Linked DNA regions of Triticum aestivum: region 2 is linked to region 1. The links are chromatin contacts, called in public Hi-C maps. All regions are on one chromosome and are shown on one strand. Each heading gives the region's core, a stretch centred on a gene start, on an enhancer-like site or on the middle of the called end of the contact. The rest is flanking DNA. Distances are from core to core; before and after follow the strand shown. Region 1 has its middle 170 kb from the start of LOC123150969. Region 2 holds the start of LOC123147479 (pre-mRNA-splicing factor SLU7).

The links. Hi-C and Micro-C count contacts between places; a contact is called where the count stands out from the background.
Region 2: a Hi-C map of leaf shows a contact between it and region 1, with 2.5 times the contacts expected there. The contact joins the promoter of LOC123147479 here to the enhancer-like site in region 1. A contact is called at or near these places in 3 of 5 Hi-C or Micro-C datasets (all in leaf).

What each region holds. Positions count from the first base shown.
Region 1 is chr7A:447,555,606-447,561,061 of IWGSC CS RefSeq v2.1, forward strand. No RefSeq gene overlaps it. Among protein-coding and RNA genes, the nearest start is that of LOC123150969, 170 kb to the right of the region's middle. Within about 2 kb of position 3,301, at least 2 of the 8 cell types and tissues checked have an H3K27ac peak or open chromatin away from gene starts, as enhancers often do. A contact at or near this core is called in leaf, where this site is marked.
Region 2 is chr7A:447,778,559-447,783,881 of IWGSC CS RefSeq v2.1, forward strand. LOC123147479 (pre-mRNA-splicing factor SLU7) reads right to left here and starts at 1,971. Exons shown (of 9, transcript XM_044566737.1): 1 at 1,801-1,971; 2 at 1,388-1,551; 3 at 1,181-1,293; 4 at 589-999; 5 at 333-468; 6 at 1-220. The coding sequence starts at 1,816. It overlaps LOC123147480, which reads left to right and starts at 2,078. Exons shown (of 10, transcript XM_044566738.1): 1 at 2,078-2,365; 2 at 2,461-2,557; 3 at 2,651-2,755; 4 at 2,860-2,937; 5 at 3,334-3,389; 6 at 3,787-3,844; 7 at 4,446-4,571; 8 at 4,706-4,801; 9 at 4,934-5,005; 10 at 5,166-5,323. The coding sequence starts at 2,235. The coding sequence ends at 5,228.

The sequences.
Region 1 (5,456 bases), core at 2,051-4,550:
TGGACGTTTCCAACGCCTTTTTGCACAGCCACCTTGCTAAGCAGGTGTTCTGTGAGCAGCCCACCGGCTTCGTTGATGCCACACATCCAGATCATGTGTGCTTGCTCTCTCATTCCCTTTATGGGTTGAAGCAGGCACCCCGGGCCTGGTACCAGTGCATCGCTGCATTTCTACAGACGCTCAGATTTACATCCACTCGCTCCGATGCGCCCCTCTTCGTGTACCATGACGGAGCTGACACGACCTACTTGCTGCTATATGTCGATGACATCATCCTGACGGCATCCACTGTCGCGCTCCTTCAGCGGCTCACTGTTCGTTTTTGCGATGAGTTTGCCCTCAAGGACTTGGGCCCCCTGCACAACTTCCTTGGCATCGAGGTGGTTCGACGGCCAGATGGGTTTTTCCTGCACCAGCAGTGATATGCTCATGAGCTTCTTGACCATGCTGGCATGCTTAACTGCAAGCCCGCTCCCACGCCCGTTGACACCAAGGCCAAGGTTTCCGCTCTGGAGGGTTCTCTCTCATCCGATGCGACATTCTATCGCTCCATTGTGGGCGCTCTGCAGTACATGACTCTGACGCGCCCCGATTTGCAGTATGTTGTTCGGCAGGTCTGTCTTCACATGCATCCTCCGCGCGACTCTCACTGGACTCTGGTGAAGCGTATCCTCCATTACATATGCGGCACCCCGTCCATGGGACTTACGCTGATGGCCTCCGCCTCCACCGACCTCATCACCTACTCTGATGCGGACTGGGCTGGCTGCCCGAACACATAATGCTCCACCTCGGGGTACTGTGTCTACCTTGGGCCTTCCCTGATCTCTTGGTCATCCAAGCGATAGCCCACCGTCTCCCGCTCGAGTGTCGAGGCAGAGTATCGGGCAGTGGCTAACGCCGTTGCTAAATGCTCTTGGCTTCATCAGCTGCTCCAGGAGTTGCTTTATGATGTTCACAAGGCCAGGCTCGTCTACTGCGACAACGTCTCTACCGTGTACCTGTCCGCCAACCCGTTCCACCATCATCGAACGAAGCACATTGAGCTCGACATACCCTTTGTTCGTGAGCAGGTGGCTCTCGGACGCATCCGGGTCCTCCACGTCCCGACGGCACAATAGTTCGCCGATGTCATGACGAAAGGACTGCCTACTTCTATTTTCGAGGAGTTCAGGTCCAGTCTTTGCGTCTCTGGCAACGCTTCGACTGCGGGGGGGGGGGGGGGGGTGTTGAACATATGGTTTGTGCATGTATATTGTATACCTCGGCCCACCTCCTAGTCATTGTATAGTTGAGGTTGTGGCCCACTTTGTACTCCATATATACGTGCGCTATGCACCGATCATTACACCGTGTAGCATTGCCAAAACTCTCATTTCCAACAGGGAGGATAGGTAGATGGGCCGCTACCGAATCTGTAAGTTGGCATCGTTGATATACAAGAAAATACCGAAGCGCGGCAGGGACACAAGATCGGTTGCGGACGTCTTGTCTTGACAAATGGTGCATGGGTAGAGGACATTGGCCCGGACCTCACTGTAACCGCGATACAACGGTTCCTGCACCTTTGGCCGAGAGTGGCGGAGGTACAGCTTACCACCGACGTCCAGGAAAGAATTGGGTGGGCTTGGGAGAAGGAAGGATGCTTCTCAGTTCAGTCGGCATGCATTGCCAAGTTCGTCGGCCTTGAGGTTTGGCTGACGACCGCGTTTACGTGGAAATCGAAAGCACCGCCGCGGTGCCATTTTTCGCATGGCTTGCGTTCAAGAACCGGTGTTGGACTTCTGACATACTGGCTCGGCGCGGCTTGCCGCACCAAACGGCTTGTCCTTTCTGCGATCAACACGATGAGAGCCTTAATCATCTACTTCTAGGTTGTGTTTTCTCTAAGGAGTTGTGGCATCGGTTTAGCTTGGCAAGTGGGAGGCCGGAGTTTGAACCACTGGATGGCGAGATGCTCGGATATTGGTGCGCAAAGCAAGAGCGGAGGGGCGACCAACCAAGGAACAACCGTGCTATGGGTCTTCTGGGCATATGGGAGATCTGAACGCACCGAAACGACATCATTTTCAATTGAGCAACGTCGTCTCTGGGCAATCTCACGTGGAGGATCGACAATGAAAGAGGGGCTTGGAGGCAAGCGGGACTACTAAAAGGGGACCTTGATGGGTTCTTAGCGGGATTAGCATTGTGGGTAGTGCATGAGTAACTAAATTAGATCGGGAGCGTGGGCGTGAACGGATCAGTCCGCGTAAGTAACTATGTAAACTTGTGGAGTTTCTTGGATGCCTATCCCCTTGTTCCTTTAATGAATGATACATATACTTATGTGTATTCGAGAAAAAAAGAGTTGAGCCGCAGTATTGAGAAACTGAATATGCATAATGTGCCTTGTACTATGTTTGCTCGAATTTTTATCGTGCTTTGGGGGCTTCAACCTGCCCGCCCGTCCCGAGCATTTTAGTTGGGCATTGCACTTTTGTCGGAATTGAATATTCATAATGTTGAGTATATACTAGTACAGTCAACACAGGTGCACCAGCTTCTTGTTCTCCGTCCGACAGTTGGAATCAAAGCTTCGATCAGAAGAAGGCCCTGAGCGCGACCTGCGCAATGCGCGCGGCAGCCATGGCCGCCATCGGGAACCGGCGGAGGTGGAAGGACAGCAGCGCGAGCGCCAGGGCGGCCGCCCAGAGCGCCATGCCAGCGGCGAGGTGGCTGTCGGCCAGGCGAGGGACGGCGGCGCGGAGGAGATAGGAGGCGCCGAGCAGCACGTATACGGCGGCGTGGAAGTGGAGCCGCCGCTCCAGCTGCTGAGCAGCATTGTCGTCGACGAACGGCGCCGGACGAGCAGCTGCCATACTGCTAGCTCTTAGACTTGGTGTCAGTTTTGTTGGAGTGTGGGCGTCCCTATTAATTTGGATGAACTCGTAGTAGTATATTTGTGGATTAGGTGTGTCTCTCTATATATAGCTAATTAGAGAGAGGAAGGGCGGAAGACCCCATCAATCGAAAAGCTGATTGGTTATACTAATACTAAGTGGATGACGGCTATTATGTGTGCTGCTCATGGTCGTGGCTCGTGAACAACGGCGTCGTCTCTGGTCGAGGGAACCGTACGCGCTCACTATAGGTGGCGCGTGACGGGAAAAGTGCTGAGAGGTCATCGGGCCGGGGCAGTCGCTGGCGCTCATCTGTTGAGGATGCGACGGAAACGAGGGCAGCGGAGATGTATCGAACCAACAACGGCGGGCCGGGGAGCCGAATTCAGGTGGTGGGGGCAACTAGAGCGACAGTGCCGGCCCATATGTGTTGGCGCGCGTCATCCGGAAGATGAGAGAGAGGAGCGAGTGCACGCACGTCGGGCTGGCATGCATGCAGCACGTGCGCGCAGGCCGCAAATGAAGCGCTGACAAACAGATCATTGCTGATCGGCAACCCTACCAGTTCCCTAAAAAAAAGGCAACCCTTACAGAAAGGGCTGCGCGGCGCCGTTCAGCGGGCCTAAACTTTATTTTCAAAACAAAGCAAACAACTGAAAATCCGTTGGTGCTTCCGAAAGCGCGCTCCTGTATGCGAAAAAAATATTTCAAAGTGTGAAAAAATTACAAAAAGAAATTTGACGCATACATCTCAACATTATATGTGTGTACTTTAAGTTTTGGAGAAAACCGACATTTTTTGTGGCTTGTGTAAAAAAGACAAAATGATGTCTTGTGAAAAGCATTTTTTAACACCGGATTTTTTCTTTTTCACACGCGACACATAAGTTGTCGGTTTTCGTGAAACGACTTTGTAAGCATGTACAATATTGGGATGTACACGTCAAGTTTTTGTTTGAATTTTTTTGACATTTCAAAATATGTTTAGAACACATTTAGAAAACTAGGAGCGCGCTCTCATATATGCCAAAACGCCACCGACTTACTATTTTCATTAATTAAAAGAAGGTTTAGACAAAAGCTGCAAAGCGGCAAAAATAAAAGACGACTCTCGCGGCATAAGTGCACTTAGGTGTTTGACTCCCGCCAACGCTCTAAAATGAGCCTTCTCTTTGATTTTAACAACAATAATGGTCGTCGGTGAAGTCGTGTTGCGAAAGATTCTTGCGCTCCGCTCATTTCACATTTCTCACATGACAAACATCAAACTAGAGACAATGACTTTCTTGATATGCCCCCCAGTGTTGATCGTCTTAAGCCACCAAGCTTGAACCGTGTCTTCATGGCGCCAAGTCAGTGGCGAGTGGTCATGAATGGCGAGCTAGGCGACCACCTCGTTCCAAACGTAAGCAGTGAATCTACACTGGAAGAGAAGATGGGCGGCGAACACTTGGATTTGTTTGCATAGGGGACAAAGCACGCAGTTTGGCCATCCTTAATGTTGTAACCGATTCGCCGTCCATACATGGTTTTGAATGATAAGAGCACCTCCAGCCGCGCGCCCAACAGATCCTCCCTAAACGTTTTTGCCGTGCCGCCGTAAAAAATCGGCCCAGTCGCGCCCCCAGTAGCCCGTTTTTCGCCGGCTTGGGCCGAAACTGACGCCAGCGGACCCAGACCAAACCCGGCACGCTGGGGGCGCCCTGGGGCGCCGGTGCATACGATTTTGGCGCGAAAGAGCCGCGGGCCAGCCGCGTCAGCGAGACGACGCCTTGTCTTCCCCCGGAGCGCCTCGGTTTCCCACGGGGAATCAATGGCAAGGCTGCCGCCGGTCAGCCTTCCATTGATTCCTCACAGGCCGACGCGTCACGGTGGCGCGGCGATGCCTCCCCTCCCGCCACGCGTACACACAGCGTGGGCTATAAAGACCCGCCGCTCCCCCTCATCGCTGGCCATACCACCCCGAGCCCAAACCAGCTGCCGCCGAGCTCTGCTCTCTCCTGTCCGCGCCGCCGAGCTCTATCTTCCTCGTCCTCCCCTTCCCCCCTTCCCTCTCCAGCGATGGCCGAACGCTTCCCCGGCGACGCCGCGGCGGCCAACGGCTTCGGACGCCGCTCGCTCCAGTCGTCGGAGGCGTGGCTTCTGTTCGAGGCCAACATCCCGGTGCCGCCGGACATGCGCGCGGACCAACGGGGTGGAGGCTCAGCAACGGCGGCGTCGCCATCCCCCCGGTGCCCGACATCGACGCGCGCCCCGACATCTTCGCCGCCGAGGTCGACCGCGTGCGGTCGGCCCTGACTGAGGAGTAGCGCGCCCTCCCCTAGTACGCCACCGACAACAACGCGGCGTGGACGGAGTATTTCCAGCGGCGGCAGGCACAACGGCTGGCGTCCACAAACGGGGCGCCGGTGGTGGGGAGTATCAAGAACAGCGACGGCTGCCGCCTCTGGTGGGGCGTCCCCGGCCACACACTACACGGGGTGCTGGAGTACCTCGAGGGCGGCAACCGCTGGCATACCCTGCCGCGGCGCCCGTCCCCCCCCCCCAGCCGGAGCGCCGGGCCGTGGGTGCCGA
Region 2 (5,323 bases), core at 721-3,220, 220 kb after region 1:
GTTCGTCAGATGCAGCATTCCCATACTTCTCCATAATTTTGTCCTTGCTTTCAGATTTCAACTTCTCCTTCTTGATCTTGAAACTCTTGTACAGTAGTTCAGCTTGAGATGGAGCTGCTTGCATATGGAAATCCTGCCCCTTGTCAAAAGCCTCCCATGCATGGACATTGAGTTGCTTGAACTCAAGAGCTTGTCCACTAAGTCTATTTTGGTTATCACCCTGCATCATAACAATATATCAGAATACTGAAGCTGATAGCATAGCCAAGCGGAGATTTGACGGAACTATGAACAGTGTAAGAAATTTAACTTGTATGTTCTCTATCACTTACCACATAGAATTTATCATTGGGGTCTGCATCTGGCAAAGGATCCTCACGCATCGAGCGGGTTTTTGGATCATAATATGCAGAGTTCACATCAAGATTCAGAAGATACTTTGCAGTGTCTTCTCTGATACGCAAATTCCTGTGAAGATCAATAATAAACATATGCATCAGAACCGATTCTTCATACATCTCAGGTTCACATGACCTAATATAATCTAGAATTTTGAAGGGACAACATTTGTTTCCAACAAGGACATACCTAACAGTTCCAGTGCTTCCACCGCCTGTTGTGCGCACACGCTTCTCTACCTTAGCAAAATCCATTTGAGCGCTCTCATCAACTTTAGCCTCATCTATCTTCAGGCCATCTTCTTCATCCTCTTCACTGCCCACATTCTCACCATCCTGCTCACCATCCTTCTCCTCGAGCTTCTTGAGCTGTTGTTCTTTCAGGAACTTTTTCCTGGCCTCTTCTCTAGCTTCATAATCTTGGATAACACGAGTGTAGGTTGATGTGTCATAACCATTCCAACGGTCACGCTTGCCATCATAATCAAGCTCAAACGACTCGACTTTCTCATCTGGTGCTATATTCATATTGGTATATTTAGCTCCAACATTCCGAGGTCGATCCATGCATGCCTTCTTATTGTGAGTCATGGCTCCACAGCTGAAATATCAAGAGACATTATCTGTAAGAAATGCTTCACTACAGAGTCCAAAGAACATTCATGCTAAGTACTTTAGGACTTCATTATGAAGTCGCGGTAAGGACTAACAAGAAAATCCACATAACGATGAGCATCAGTGCTGGACGAAAACTAGCAGCATGAGATGAACACCGCACTTACTTTTCGCAAGCGCCTTTTCTGTATTTGTTGGCCTGGAAAAGCCTGGCACCCCTATCGTACCACGCTTTTGTGTAATTCGGATCCGACTTCCATTTCCGCTGATGCTTCAAACTCTGAAACCCATCCAACCAACAAATCAGGGATCCACTAACCAAATCATCCCACACCGCAAAAACTAGAATTTTAATAGGGCACAAAACAACTTACCGGCTTCTCGGCGTTGAGATACCATGGGGCCGAGGACATATACTGCGGGATGTGAGGGTTAATCTCGTTTCCATCCTCGTCGACTTCGGCAGGGGCGAGCCCCGCCTTACGCGCCTCCTCAAGCTCGAGCTGCTTCCGGTGGTCCTCACGAGACTTGAACGATACTGCCATAAACGCAAAAATCACACAGCTAAGATAACTGTCGACGGTAATCCGACACCCCGATCAGAAATTAGGCAACGAAAAGCCCTCGCGGCTCCCAGCGAAACCCTAATTCCCTTCGAATCGAAACCGATTATGCCGCAGAATATGTCCCCGGATCTAAAATCGGAGAGAGTCCGCGCGGTTCACGATGCGAAATCCGCACCGGCGAGAACCGAAATAGGGTTAGGGTTTCGGGAAGATCGACTCACCTGAAGCGGTCGCCATGGCGCCTGCCTCTTCTAGTCTCGCCGGCGCTACGCGGCGGCGGCGACGAACGGCGCCGAGATAACGAGAGACGACGAGGAAAGAGAGGAACGCACCCAAACGAATTTGGAGGATTTTTTTTCTTTTCTTTGCGGTGCCAGTTATTATGCGTGGCGGCTAACCCGCAATGGTCCGACTCGGAAGCCGGGAGCCCACGGTGGTTACCGCCATAGTGAGAAACGTGGACCGTCAAAGCCCAGTAATCCATCCCGGCTCGTTCGGGGCTAGGGAAGAGCCCACAAAGGCCCAACTGCGGCGCCCCAACCCCACCTTCCGCAACGACCCACACAGATAGGACTCGCCGGCTGCTTCGCCGTCCCCTCGCCGTCGCGTCGCGCACAGGCTCTGAAACCCTACGCACCAAAACCGGCCACTCCCAATGGCGGCCGCGACGGCGACCGCTGCCGCACCGGCCGTGTTCGCCCCGGCGCTCGTCTCTCCCCTATCGCGCCGCGCCTTCTTCCCGCTCCCCCGTCGCGCCGGCCAGCCCGCCATCCCTCGGTCGCTGCGGTAATCCCGTACCACCTCGCCCTTTTTCTCTGTATTTTATTGAGGATTTACGGCTGGACGCGATAAATCCTTTTAATTTTTGCCGGGAACTGAAGGCTCTTGGCGTCGGCGTCCCCGAGGAGATGCGGGGTGGCCGTGAATGCGGCGGCGGCAGGGGCCGCTGACTTCAGCGACGATGAGAGCTCTTATGAGGTAGACGCTGAAATGGGCTACATGACCAGATTTCTGTCTAATATTGTGCACTTGCTGAACCTGTGTTTTGATTTTCTGCTGTTTCGGTGTTAGATTCTGGGCATTACCCCACTCGATAGCTTCGACAACATGAAGCTAGCATACAAGAGGAAGCGCAAGGAAGCAGAGGAGACAGGAGATGAGGACTTCTTGGCCAAGGTTACGCGCTGTATTGAAGATTGACTGATTGTTTGATTTTGGCTTGCACGCCTTATTAGTTTTGTTGTGGTGCACTAATAATGGTGGAGCTATTGGGATTTCAGCTGGAGAAAGCGTATGACACTGTGATGATGCAGCAGCTGCAGTATAGGAAGAAGGGGGTCACATATGGATCGGTTCAGGTTGGCTGTTATGGCATGCATGGATACTGATTTTTCATAATTGGGACATTCACAAATTACAAGATTCACATTGCATTTGTTCCATATGTAGATGTTTTAGATATATCCTATTTGTAGAAGGATAGAATGGAGTAACTAGACATATCCTATAGAAGGCATTGTCAGTCAAAGGTACGGTGCGGTTATAACTGCATTGTAAATATCCTAGGAAATGTACAGATGGATAGACTTGTAGGTTGAAACCATCTAAGTCCTTTCCTACTAATGTTCTCCACTTAATATGATTTTCTTCATTACTTGTCTCATTTACTTTCTGAATGTCAGGTATCAAAGGATATGTTCTCCACTTAATATGATTTTCTTCATTACTTGTCTCATTTACTTTCTGAATGTCAGGTATCAAAGGATATCAAGTACGCTGACAATCAACCAATAGTTCCTTGGGGACCTAGGTACATTTAAAAAGTTCAATATAAGGAATTTCTGTTTCCTTTTTCCGTCGACATTATTTTTGTGGGTTCACTTAATTTTTGTGATACACGTTATGAAAATGGCAAATTCATTCTCTTTATTACCCATGAACATCGTCATGAGAATGTTACTGGACAATTTTAACTCAGCAAGTCAGCATGATAAGCAGGCCTATCCCACAAGCGTGCATTGCCCTGTTTAATTCAGCCTTCTCCATGTTCATGCGTTTAATTTGATACCAAGGACCAATACTCTTATTCTGTATGGGCAGCACAACTTTTTTGTGACAAGGATATGTGCACCAAGCACTTGTAATTTGAATTAAACAGCAGCATGCATGTGAAGTTAATACTATTGATAAACTTATGCATCTTGCAGACCCTCCAAATCAGCAGTACAGGATGTGCGCATAAATATGGCAATATCAGCAGCAATTGTATGATCTTAACACATTCCTAGCTATTACTGGTCTATTCACTATCATGTTTTTATGCTTTTCAGTGTCTACTTTCTGGTTATTGTGACTATCACGTCGATATGATTATTCTCATAACAAATTAGATTGATTTAAAGTTACCAACTCTAAATATACTTAGGATAAGTTGTAATGCTTGAGCGTGCATTTGAAATTTCTGCATGCATGTTAATTTAGTGTTGTTATCAGTTAAGAAGTTACACCATCCTCCTAGTTAAAAGCAGATGTCGTATTAGCCTAAAAGTCTGGTGTTCAATACTTCTCATTTTGTGTTCTTCGGGTAATGTTTCCATTAAAATGCCCTTCTTAAGTATTGAATGCTATGAATTGCCTCTCTGAATGTCTTCACCGAAGTCTTTGTCTAAATGCTCCTATGTCTCCCTGGCCAATTTATTAAGGCCTAACATATAAAAAACTAAGGTGTTGACACTTTCCTCATCTTGTGTGCCCAAAGTTCAAATGCATCTATTTGGGCAAATGAAATTATGTTTATGGATATTTATTCGTTGACTAGAAGTGTATCTTTATTTTGCAAAAGATGTTAATTTCAGTTATATTGCAGGTTGTTTGCATTGCTATCATCGGTAATGCAGACTGGAAGCCTTTGCAGTTCTTGTGTTTTGCTTTCTTCTACAGAATACTTCAGAAGCTGAGGGTTACTGAGCCACCAATAACTCCAATATATAATGTGAGACCATTTCCTAGTCACTTACTAGCCTATAGTTAGCACATTACTGTACGGTGTTGAACCATTGTTGTCTGCGTGCATTTTATATGTATTCAGGAGTTTAACATAATCACATTTTCTGGTGCTTTCTGCAGGAGTATGGTGAGGTTGAGGGAAGAGGGGTACGAATGGCAAAACGTGTATTCCGCGCTTTGGGTTTGATATTTGGATGTGTATTCGCTGCGTCCCTGGTCAGTGGTGTTATCTTACACAATGCATTGCCGCTAGATTCTTCTTGGGTTTTCCTGCTGCAATGTTATCTACGACCGCTTGTAGTTTTTATTTGCATTTTGGCTGACTATTCTGTCTGATATTCTTTTCAGGGTTATACAATAGCTCTTAACTTGGTTGAGTTATCTTGGCAGCAGACTCCCCGTATTGTTTATTACTACCAGGTATAGTTAACATCAGTAACATGTTCATGGAGGGTAGCGTTCCATGTCAACAACATGCACATGCATGCTGGCTAGATTAACTTTTCGTCCTTGGCTGCATCACATCATCTAATGCTCACTTGTGATGTTTTAAATTATTGTGTGTAATTATTTGTTTCAGGAGTTGATTGTTACAGCAGCTGCCTCTGTTCTGCTGTGCATCACGGCTTCGTACTACCGGTAAACAGTACTGGAGGAGTTATATCCTGGCTTAGAAAACCTTTGGATGTTAGGACGAGGTGGGCAGCTTTCGGTGAGAGACTCCACACTTGTGTAGTG